Regions from separate parts of the Danio rerio genome. Here region 1 is linked to region 2. The links are chromatin contacts, called in public HiChIP or PLAC-seq maps. All regions are on one chromosome and are shown on one strand. Each heading gives the region's core, a stretch centred on a gene start, on an enhancer-like site or on the middle of the called end of the contact. The rest is flanking DNA. Distances are from core to core; before and after follow the strand shown. Region 1 holds the start of ccdc43 (coiled-coil domain containing 43). Region 2 holds the start of itpripl2 (ITPRIP like 2).

Region 1 (5,164 bases), core at 2,267-4,766, 360 kb before region 2:
ACATCAATCTCCCAGGTTTGATATATATCATCTACATTCCTATGATGAATGGAAGTGTTGTGGGTTCATAACCATAACAAATAGCAGTTAGCACCTGTAAATATTGAATAAGGGTTATGGCAAATTTTTCGCTGTTTGCTGGACTGTTATAGGTTATTGTACAAGCCAATAGAGTAGCTCATTAGGCCCTATATTATCAAACAATAAACAATTTCAGATACAAAACTAAATATGGATGCATACGTTATAACATTATGAGTTGGGACACTGTTTGCTCATCGTAGTTTTCTCCTCTAGATAAAATAACCTTGGTTTTATACAGTCTACAAAAGCTTTCCTGCAGTTTTCCTCTGCGTCTATATTCTATCTCTTGCGCTCTCCCTTCTGTGTGCGTTTCTTCTCTTTGTCCTTGCGCTCCTGCTTGGACAGTTTGTCTTTTTCACGTTGCATCTTGTCCTGCTCTTTCTTCTTCTGTGCATCTTCCTTGGCCTGGTCACGCTGCAGTTTGCGGCGATTCAAAACATCCTCCACATTGGTGTTTTTGAACAGGGCTGGGGCTTGCAGTAAAGGGAATAGTTCATGTAGATACAGATAAGGATTTATTCAGTGCAGATACTGCACCTGTTCTTATAAGTGCACTAGATACTCAACTACTTAAAAGGATAGTTCACCCTTTTGCTTCATTTATTCTCAGTCCATCCTAGATGTAGGTGTACCCCTCTCTTAATAAAACAATAGAACAGATTTTTTTATTGAGACTATGGCTACTCATAAAATTCTCATAAAAACACTTCCAGAGTTAAAATTATTATAATAATCTAAAAATAATAATAACTATTGTTCCTGATAATACATTCAGTTCTTATGAAGAAGTCTGTGAATCACCAAAGATCACAGTTTCAGCCAAAACTTCTTCATTCTTCAGTTACTGCACCTACATCTTGTACGGCCTGAGTGCAAGTTAATTAACAGCACGTCTTGGGGGAACTATACCTTTAAAGTCCGTGTGAAAACAAAATTGACAAAGTTTATTTTGCTATCACACATTGATGCAAGTTAATCCAATGAAAGAAAATGTTTTGGTAATCTTCAATCAAAGTCTGACCACTTGCTTCTGTGTTCGTAGTGGTGGTCCTTCTTTGATGATGTCAGTTTGGCATTTTTAGCAACAATATTCGTCACCATGCCCCTCTTACCGTTAGTTTGATGTGAGGGAATGATGAAATAAAAACACCTGCCCCCCCTACTCAATATTTCATTTCAGTTGGAAGTAAATCAACATACTGAAACAAAAGTCTCAGCATCCTCCGGATGATGAAGACTTTAAAGTGCTAGGACACATCAGCTCATTCTCGTGATCGAGATGTTCCACTAGAGAGACCTGTGAGAGATGGTGTGAAAAAGGATACATTTGTCACTGGGTATCCCCACTGGGACTTGCTCCTCCTCTTCAGCTTCAGTACAAATATTAAGGAAACTGCTTTTGCACAAGAGAGTTAGAGATGCTTTGTTCTTAACAGAGGTTCAGACACAAGAAGACAACGCAACAGCATATATGCATTAAAAGGATATTCTTCGTCGTCTGTGACATTGGCATATTGAGCAAGAACAGCCTCTTTCCTCTTCTTGGCATCTTCTGACACCTCCTTCTGTTTGACCACAATCTGTGCCTGCTTCTCTATCAGACTAGCAATGGCCTGAACTTCAGCTTAAAACAAAACAAAGCAAAGCACTATTTTTTTTTTTTTTTGGAAAAACTGGACGCTTCCCGCATAACATTGTTGTGGCTCTGCTTCTCTGAGTCTACTTCTCTGTTTAGTAACATGAGGACTCGCAAATGTCTTGGGCAACTCTACAGCAGGGATCAACCTGACAGGCTGAATATAAACACTTATTATAGACTCACTGTACATGGTTTGAAGGATGCATTACGTACTCACTCATTAAATAAACTTGTATATAAAAAAAACAGCTGAAAATAAATAAAACAGTAAAACATTGCAAGCCATGTTTTCAAGATGGCTTAAAATGTTGAAAAAGAAAATATTAAAAGTCATAAATTTTATGGTCAGGAAGATTTTTTTAAAACTGTTTTTAAAATAAGTCCTAACAAGACTGCATTTTAATAATATATGAAGAGTTCAGATGCAAAAACCTCTTTATGCCGTCCAAATTTTTTTCCTAAAATGAGCTTTTTGTTTTCAGCCTTCTATGCAGTTATTTCCTTTAAAAACAACGAAAATAACTTATTCGTTGAGCCCACAAACAGGAGTCTGAGAAAAATGCTAATATTAGAAGAAAATATGAAATAGTATTTAGAGGTTTTGCATCTAAACTCTTCATATACAGAAACATCTAATTCACTGATTTGCTAAAGAAATATTATTAAAAATGTTAAAGATTTCTGGAAACAGCACAGTATTTTTGTTAGTACGCTTTGATAAAATATAATGAAAAACATTTTAATTAGAAATGTTTTATTTTCACTTTAATGATAAAAATAATACAAAATCTTGAGTATGCATGTCTGGAATGAGTGATGTGTCTTTATTGACACTTTAAACTGACAGAATTAAACAACCACAAAAAATAAAATGTCACCACAAGCTGAATGACTGGTAGGAATGTTATATACAGTAAATGTTTATATATGTTTATTGTTAAGATTTCACAGCATGTATAGTGCATTCCGATAAACGTTATGCAATCGAGTTATAAATACTGCACATGCATAGAAGTGCACCACAATTACAGTATTATCCCAGTCAGTTCCTTTTCTAATGCCAACACTGAACTTACCATCCGCCTGATCGCTCTTTGCTGCAGATCTGCTACAGCACTCTGTCCACTGTTTCAAGATCTCTTGGCAAACCTCCTCAAGCGTCTCTTCTTCCTATCAAAATAAAGTAAACTCAGTTTATAAAATATGTCTAAAATGTTCATGCCAACGACTGTATTTTGACGATTACAGAGGGCTTAGACACCTTATTTAAATATACATATATAAATCAACATACTTTCGTTTAAAGGTATAGGTGAAGACAAATGGTATTTATTTGAGTAAATACTGTTTATAATACTGAATTTAACCTCTGACAATCGCAACAGGCGTTTGATCACCTTTCACACGTTTACTGCTCAAATGAATAAATAAAACAATTAAGGTTACGATATATTATTATCTTTTGTGTTCATAACGAGTTTGTCACAGCAGTGTTTACAGTTTACAGGATCCCAAGAGGAAATGCCACTCGCGTGAAATATCTTGACAGCTGAGGTGAGCGTGCACAGAATATGCGCGTGCACTGACCAGAAAAGCGGACAGAATGCCTTGAAGAGCGTCCTTTTGCTCTTCATCGCTCTCCTCCTCCTGAAGCACCCCAAGTATATAAGCTCCGTAAACTTCTCGGTCAACTTCAAGCGAGTCCAGCCGCTCATTCAGCCAGTTTTCAAACTCCCCGGCGATTTGTTCGGGCGCCGCCATCTTCCCTGGCTGGGGTCCTGAGAGTGAGTTGGGGTGTCCGCACAGAACGCCAGACACAAATGTGGGACCGTTGTGGGGTTGTGGGACATTCGCATGCATTTGTTTTAAATACAAAAACTTGTTTACTAATACTTCTACTTTTTGTTAATTTCTATTAGCGTTTTTCTCCTTTTTATACCATGAATAAAATTTAGCTTGTTATTCATGTACTTCATTTTCCGTGAGAAGTTGAACATTTAAATGCTCATAACTTAAGTGCATGAGGGCCTAAGGTGCGCGGCAACATGATATAATGTTGATCTTTAAAACTAAAAGCTGGCCACTAGAGGGCAATGTTTGCCAATCAACTACATAGGAGAAGCTTGAAGTCACAGGTGGATGTCCTTATCCAGGTGAAACACCGCAGGATGCTTCTGAACTGCAGGTAGGATTGATTTTTATTTTATTTTAGAAAGTGGTTAATACATGGCGTACATATTAACATTTTATTGGCTTGATGCATGAAGTGTCCTTTCACATGGGAATCATAATTGGGGCTGAACTAGTGCTATACGACTTCGATCATGCTGAGGCCTGTAATTCTTTTGGCATTTCATTATTGTAGATCAGGGGTGCGCAGTCCTGTTCCTGGAGATCTACCTTCCTACAGAGTTCAGCTCCAGCCCTGATCAACTAATTAGGACCTGAACGGCACTGGATAATTACAGACAGGTGTGTTTGATAATGGTTGCAACTGAAATCTGCAGGAAGGTACAGTAGATCTCCAGGAATAGGGTTGAGCACCCCTGTTGTAGATGAACTATGATTTGATGTAGATTACGTTTTCATGCTTAACACTGTAAAGACTGCTGGGTCATATTGTAATTTCTATAAGGTCTCTGTGGCCAACGTAAAAACGTAAACAAATTGCAAATTGTTCGTTTTATGTAATCAAGGCACCCAGTAAATGTGTTTTAGTGTAACAGTAATGTATACCCCCCCAAAAAAAATCATGTCAGGTATATTTACAGCATAAATGATGTTTTGACATTTTGAAAGACTGATGATTTCGACATAATAAGCTTCTTAGTTTTTGCATTCCATAGCAGACAGTATGTGTGTAACATTTTTGCATGTCAACCTTGCAATGAAAACAATTAAGTTTTCGCCTAAATAGCTAAACAGTTTGTGTTTTTTTGTCCAAGCTAGTGTTTTACAGTGATTTAAAAATACTTAAAATGTTTCTGTTAATGTTTTCAAACAACACACAATTATATTTGATTGACCAAAGTCACACAAGTGTCAATTTTACATCGTCACAACCGTAATTACGTCCTACGTAAAAGCGTAAATTACGTAAAAACGTCCCAAAAAACAACAAAGTACTTCACAATTACCACATAATTTTGTTTTGTACTTTTGATGGTTTACCACATAAAATACCACACACTACCACAAAAACATTACAGGAATATGACAGTAATACCACACACTCTACCACAAGAATATCACAGTAATATTGCAAATTGTATAACAGACTTATGTGGTAAATACTACCAAAATATGAAAGTGATACCACACACACCACAAGAATACTACAGGAATATTACATGATGAACAACAAAATTCTGTGGTAAATACTACAGATATATTAAAGTGATACCACACACTACCACAAGAATACTACAGGAGTATTAGATA
Region 2 (4,755 bases), core at 1,957-4,456:
CACACAAATAGCATTTTAGCATTCTTTTTTTCCCTAGAATAAGCAGATACTGTCAGAAATGCTTGCATACAGTATTGGGGGAGGTAATCTAGAGTTTATATGAGTGCTGGAAATTTTAAAAAGGTTTCAAACGTGCTTATATTTTAGGTAAAGTGTTTGATAATGTAGTTGTGGTATTGTCATAATTCTTAATAAATAGGTGAAAATAAAGAACCATTAAAATAAAATAAATATTTTTGTATTTGGATAAAATGAAAACAAAAAGCACATAGATTGCTGTTTCATGAGTCAAAAATGTATGAAGGTAAAATAAATTATTCAATCATATTCTTTTCAGCTTAGTCCCTTTATTATTCTGGGGACGAACCGCCAATTTATCCAGCATTTTTTATGCAATAGATGCCCTCTCAGCTGCAACCCATCACTGGGAAACACCCATATGCTCACATTCACACGCACACATACACTACAGACAATTTAGCTTGCCTAGTTCTCCTACCGAATGTCTTTGGACTTGTGAGGGAACCGAAGCACCAGGAGGAAACCCACGCCAACATGGGGAGAACATGCAAACTCCACACAGAAATGCCAACTGACCCAGCTGAGGCTCGAACTAATGACCTTTTTGCTTTGAGGCTACAGCGCTACCCATTGTGCCGCTTATTAAAATAAAATATAAATGTAAAATGATACATTTAGGATGTGAATACATTTAAGAGAGTAAATGACTGGAATTCAACATTGGGCTTGGGACAGAAGTGCCATTAAACTGTAACTAAACTATAACTAATAGCATCTGATATGAGGGTGATGTATATGTATGCAAATATGTCATTTGTCACTTGTAAAGTGCTGGAAAAGTTTGAACATGCATCTGGAAAGTGCTTTAAAAGTGCTTTAATTTGTATTTGGAAAAGATGTAAGAACGCTGTTTATCACTTGGGCATCTACGAAAGCCTGTAACACAATCTGTGTAGCAGAGGCGGGAAACAGCTGCCTACATCTCTCTGTTGGTTCCCATGACTTAATCTATGAGGCCATGAAGTCAGTCTGGACACTCCTCAGAGGCTGTGAGAGCCTGGATTTCACTAAGTGTGTTTTATATATAGTAGACCGACAGTTTGGGAATTTAGTTTGAAGTTTAAGAGGAAAACAGGCTATTAAAAGTGCTTAAATAATACTCCACATCTTTCCCTTCTCTGCCTTCAGTGTCTTTAATGCTGACTGCACTGGATAAAAGTTCTTGAGAGGCCTGTTTAGTTTGGCAGGTTGTGTTAGGGGGCAGAGCTACTGTAAACTCACATCCAGCGAAGGAGGCTGATGCAATCCCTGTGTAACTACACATACTCCTCAGCTTTCAGCCTGCCATAGACTGCGACCACATGTAACCCTTAACAGACTTTGTGAAGTTTTCTATTTACTCCTTTTCTCTCTTACATCTAAAGTTTTTTATTATTATTATTTCATGTGTTTGCATTGCTTAATATAATGCAGAAGCTGCCACACTATTCTTTCATTGGTAATAAGTCTTTGTGAGAGGAAGCTGACCCATCTGGAAACACTGCATGAGTTGTTCATTGTGAACAGATCACATGTCTTTCAGTCCTAACTGCTTTCCAAACTAAACCTACTTTTAGATTGACTTAAAATAGAGAAAAGATACACAGAATATGTGCATGTTCGCCAGCAGTAAAGATCTGAAGAATAGATTTGCTTCTCTCTTTCTTTGTTAGCATTCTCATAGCTTGCAACAAACAAGTTTTAGTTGTGTGTTTGCTCAGACTTGACGTTATGAATCATGTAATTGTTAGTTTTTTCTCCCCTTAAGACATATGCCAACCACAAGACATTCTTTTAGCAGGAGCAAAGCTGCATTTAACTCTCCTCTCTGGAAATCATTAGTGCTTTATCTGTTGTTTAGTACTGGTTGAGACCCTTCAGACAGCTTCGTATTTTTAGAGTGGGCAGCACCGATCAAAATAGCACAGAGAGTTTGATAAGAAGGTACTTGGACAGAAATGTAGCGGTAATTGTCTCATGTCCGTTGCTGTTTCAAGTTTACTTCCTTCCTCATACATCTGCTTCATCCCAACAGAGCAGTTATATTGTTATCTAAACAGTTCAGTCAGCCATGTTTAGTGAGCATTCTCTATGTTTATCCTCTGAGGGGTCATATGGGTTTCTGAGACTTAGCCAGGTGTTGCTGTGGGTCCGTAGGTGTCCTTACCTTCATGGCCATGGCGTTTGTTTTGAAAAAAAAAATCTAAGGGATGTGGCAGAGGCATGTGCTGGGTAGGAAAACTGTTTCTTTCTGTTTGGTCTGTCTGAAATAAAGTGAAGAGAGAACTGACTTTCTGTACTCTTTACACAGGACTACATGTGTTTTGAATAGATATGATTGGGATATGAATAGAGTGATTAATTTTATTTGACTAAGCTTTGAATAATTCTTTTAAATACCTTGTGTTTATGAAGCAAGATAATATTAATAGGCTATGTTCAAACAGTAGTCTGTGGGCTGAATGAGAGATGACAGTGGTTTCTTGTTCAGTGTCACGAGGTCGTGGGTGACAGTGGGAGGGCTCACACCGAGGTTAGGGGTCAGTAACGGATCAACAAAGATACAGAGATCTTTCTGTGACGCTCCCTTAACAGAGGGTTGTGTCAAATATTTAGCGTGTGTGTGTGTGTGTGTGTGTGTGTGTGCGTGTGTGTGTGTGTGTGTGTGTGTGTGTGTGTTCAGTGTTTCTCTAAACATTCTCAATCTCTTCTCTGTAGCTTACAGTGGCCACACCCCTGTACTGATGACATCATCTTTTATAAATTATTCTTGGCATTTTTTGAACACAGTTGTGATTATTTGAATGCAAAACATGTGCGTCTTTGTTCTACAGAGGAAAAAAGGAAATCATACAAATTTGTGTTGACATGAGGGTAGACTTTTTGATGAACTGTGGTTAGTTGTTGTACCTTTTACTATTACCATTTACTAACATTTAAAATGTTCATCATATTGTGTTCTTTTTGTTATTCATGCAGTTAGTATAAGTAGTTATGTTGTGTAAATCTTTATGCAGCTCATTTTGTCAGTAAGCACTTCCCTTTCTGAGATCTGTTTCTTTAAGAGAAGAGGGAGGAGGAGGGTGGACCGGCTCTGGGTTTTGAACGCCCCTTTTTTAAACAGAAATTCCTCTCTCAAGAGTTTGGCATTTCCTCTGAGCTCACACACCGAGAGCCCGCGCTCCTGTTGCACACAGTGACAAAAGGGGGGATTTTCAAACATCCTGAATGAGAGGACTGCTTTTGCCCTCGGCACATGCCGCATCTGTAAAGGAACCCAACAGGGTGAACTTTTCCTTACACGACAACTTTTGTTCAAAGTGGTGGAAAGAACATCAGCTGGGCCTCATTTTCAGCATCTGGACGAGTGGATCGGCATGGGCTAGCCCCGACCATTCCTATAGAGCTGAAGTGGACTGGAGAAGGAGCAGGAGGAGGATGAGTGTTTACACCCTCAACCTCAGGTTTTTCTGGCCTTTGGTCACTTGCATCCTCACTGCTCTGCTGCTACTGCATCAGTACATCTTTAGAGGATTGGAGGACCAAGGAAGCGACTGTGCTGACCAGGGACCAGGAGTTGTTACACTTTTCAAGTACATTCTGGCATTTATTCTGTGTTACTTCTTTATAAGGTACTGCTCAGGTCAGCCTGGCTCTGTAAGAAGGGGTTTCCACAAAGTCCTAGAGGTGCATGGAAAGTCGGGAGTCTCCAAGCGAGAGCTACTGGACGATCACTATGAGAGGCATGTGCGCCTCTCTCCACATGTTCTAGGCCACAGCAAAGCCCATGTTGCCAAATTGGTCAGTGAACTTGTCAGGGTGGGCCGTACTGATGTCCCACCAGAGTCTTCTCTAGCCTTCAGGGGAGACTTCATCCAGATTGGCAGCTCCTATGAGGAGCACAAGGTGGGCTCACCTGATTGCTTTGACATCCTCGTACCTCTGCGAGCTCCTCGTGGGCTGAAACTGGAGACAAGCGCTTGCACTGACAAACATAGAGGACCACCGCTGTGCACACTGAACACACCTCGCAAGGCAGAGTGGACACGCCGTCACAAGGCCTTTACTGACACATTCATGCACAGTTCTCAAAATGTCTATAAGATGAGTCCAGATTCTGTCCAGCGCTGGTTTTACACAGCCACTCAGCGCTGCCTTGCTGCCGTACGTTACCCTTTTGACCAGCGCTGCTCCCTCAGTCTCTCTCTCAGTGAAGAGCAGCAGGTTCTCCTCCGTATGACCCCCCGCTCTGATTACGTCTGCTGTCACATATCTATGGGCATTCGGCTGATCCCAGCATTTCCTCTCAGTGATGGAGGATTTTTGGTGGCATCTCAGCAAGGAAAGGACCTTTGGACTGTGTATTTTCCTAGACAGGAGCAGAGACTGCTGACATGCCTGAAAGGTAGACTGCCTTCCAACTCCTGCCATCTGAAGTGCCTTCAACTCCTAAAGGAGATCCGTAACCTCAGTGGAGAGGTGCTGGACCAGCAGTCTGGAGCAGAATGGGGAAGGGTGCTTTCGTCTTATGCTCTGAAGACCGCATGGATTCGTCTGCTGCTCAGTACACCCCCTGAGGCCTGGGACGAGTGCAACCTTGTGGACCGGTTAGATGATCTTCTCCGCAGTCTAAGGGACAGCCTACAGTCTCGGGCTCTCTGCCATTTACTCCTCGGAGGTGTTAATGGCCTTTTG

Evidence for each region. HiChIP or PLAC-seq counts read pairs in DNA pulled down with a chosen protein or histone mark.
Region 1: an H3K4me3 HiChIP or PLAC-seq map of embryo shows a contact between it and region 2, with 6 times the contacts expected there. The contact joins the promoter of ccdc43 here to the promoter of itpripl2 in region 2. A contact is called at or near these places in 1 of 18 Hi-C or Micro-C datasets (embryo) and 1 of 4 datasets of contacts at active chromatin or transcription factors (embryo).

What each region holds. Positions count from the first base shown.
Region 1 is chr3:30,389,410-30,394,573 of GRCz12tu, reverse strand. ccdc43 (coiled-coil domain containing 43) reads right to left here and starts at 3,516. Exons shown (of 5, transcript NM_200658.2): 1 at 3,311-3,516; 2 at 2,800-2,893; 3 at 1,573-1,708; 4 at 1,410-1,459; 5 at 1-551. The coding sequence starts at 3,484. The coding sequence ends at 364. It also overlaps a transcript of LOC100534815 not described here.
Region 2 is chr3:30,030,147-30,034,901 of GRCz12tu, reverse strand. itpripl2 (ITPRIP like 2) reads left to right here and starts at 3,206. Exons shown (of 1, transcript XM_068219060.2): 1 at 3,206-4,755. The coding sequence starts at 3,289. The region is part of intron 1 of LOC141381219 (a long non-coding RNA gene); the gene reads right to left.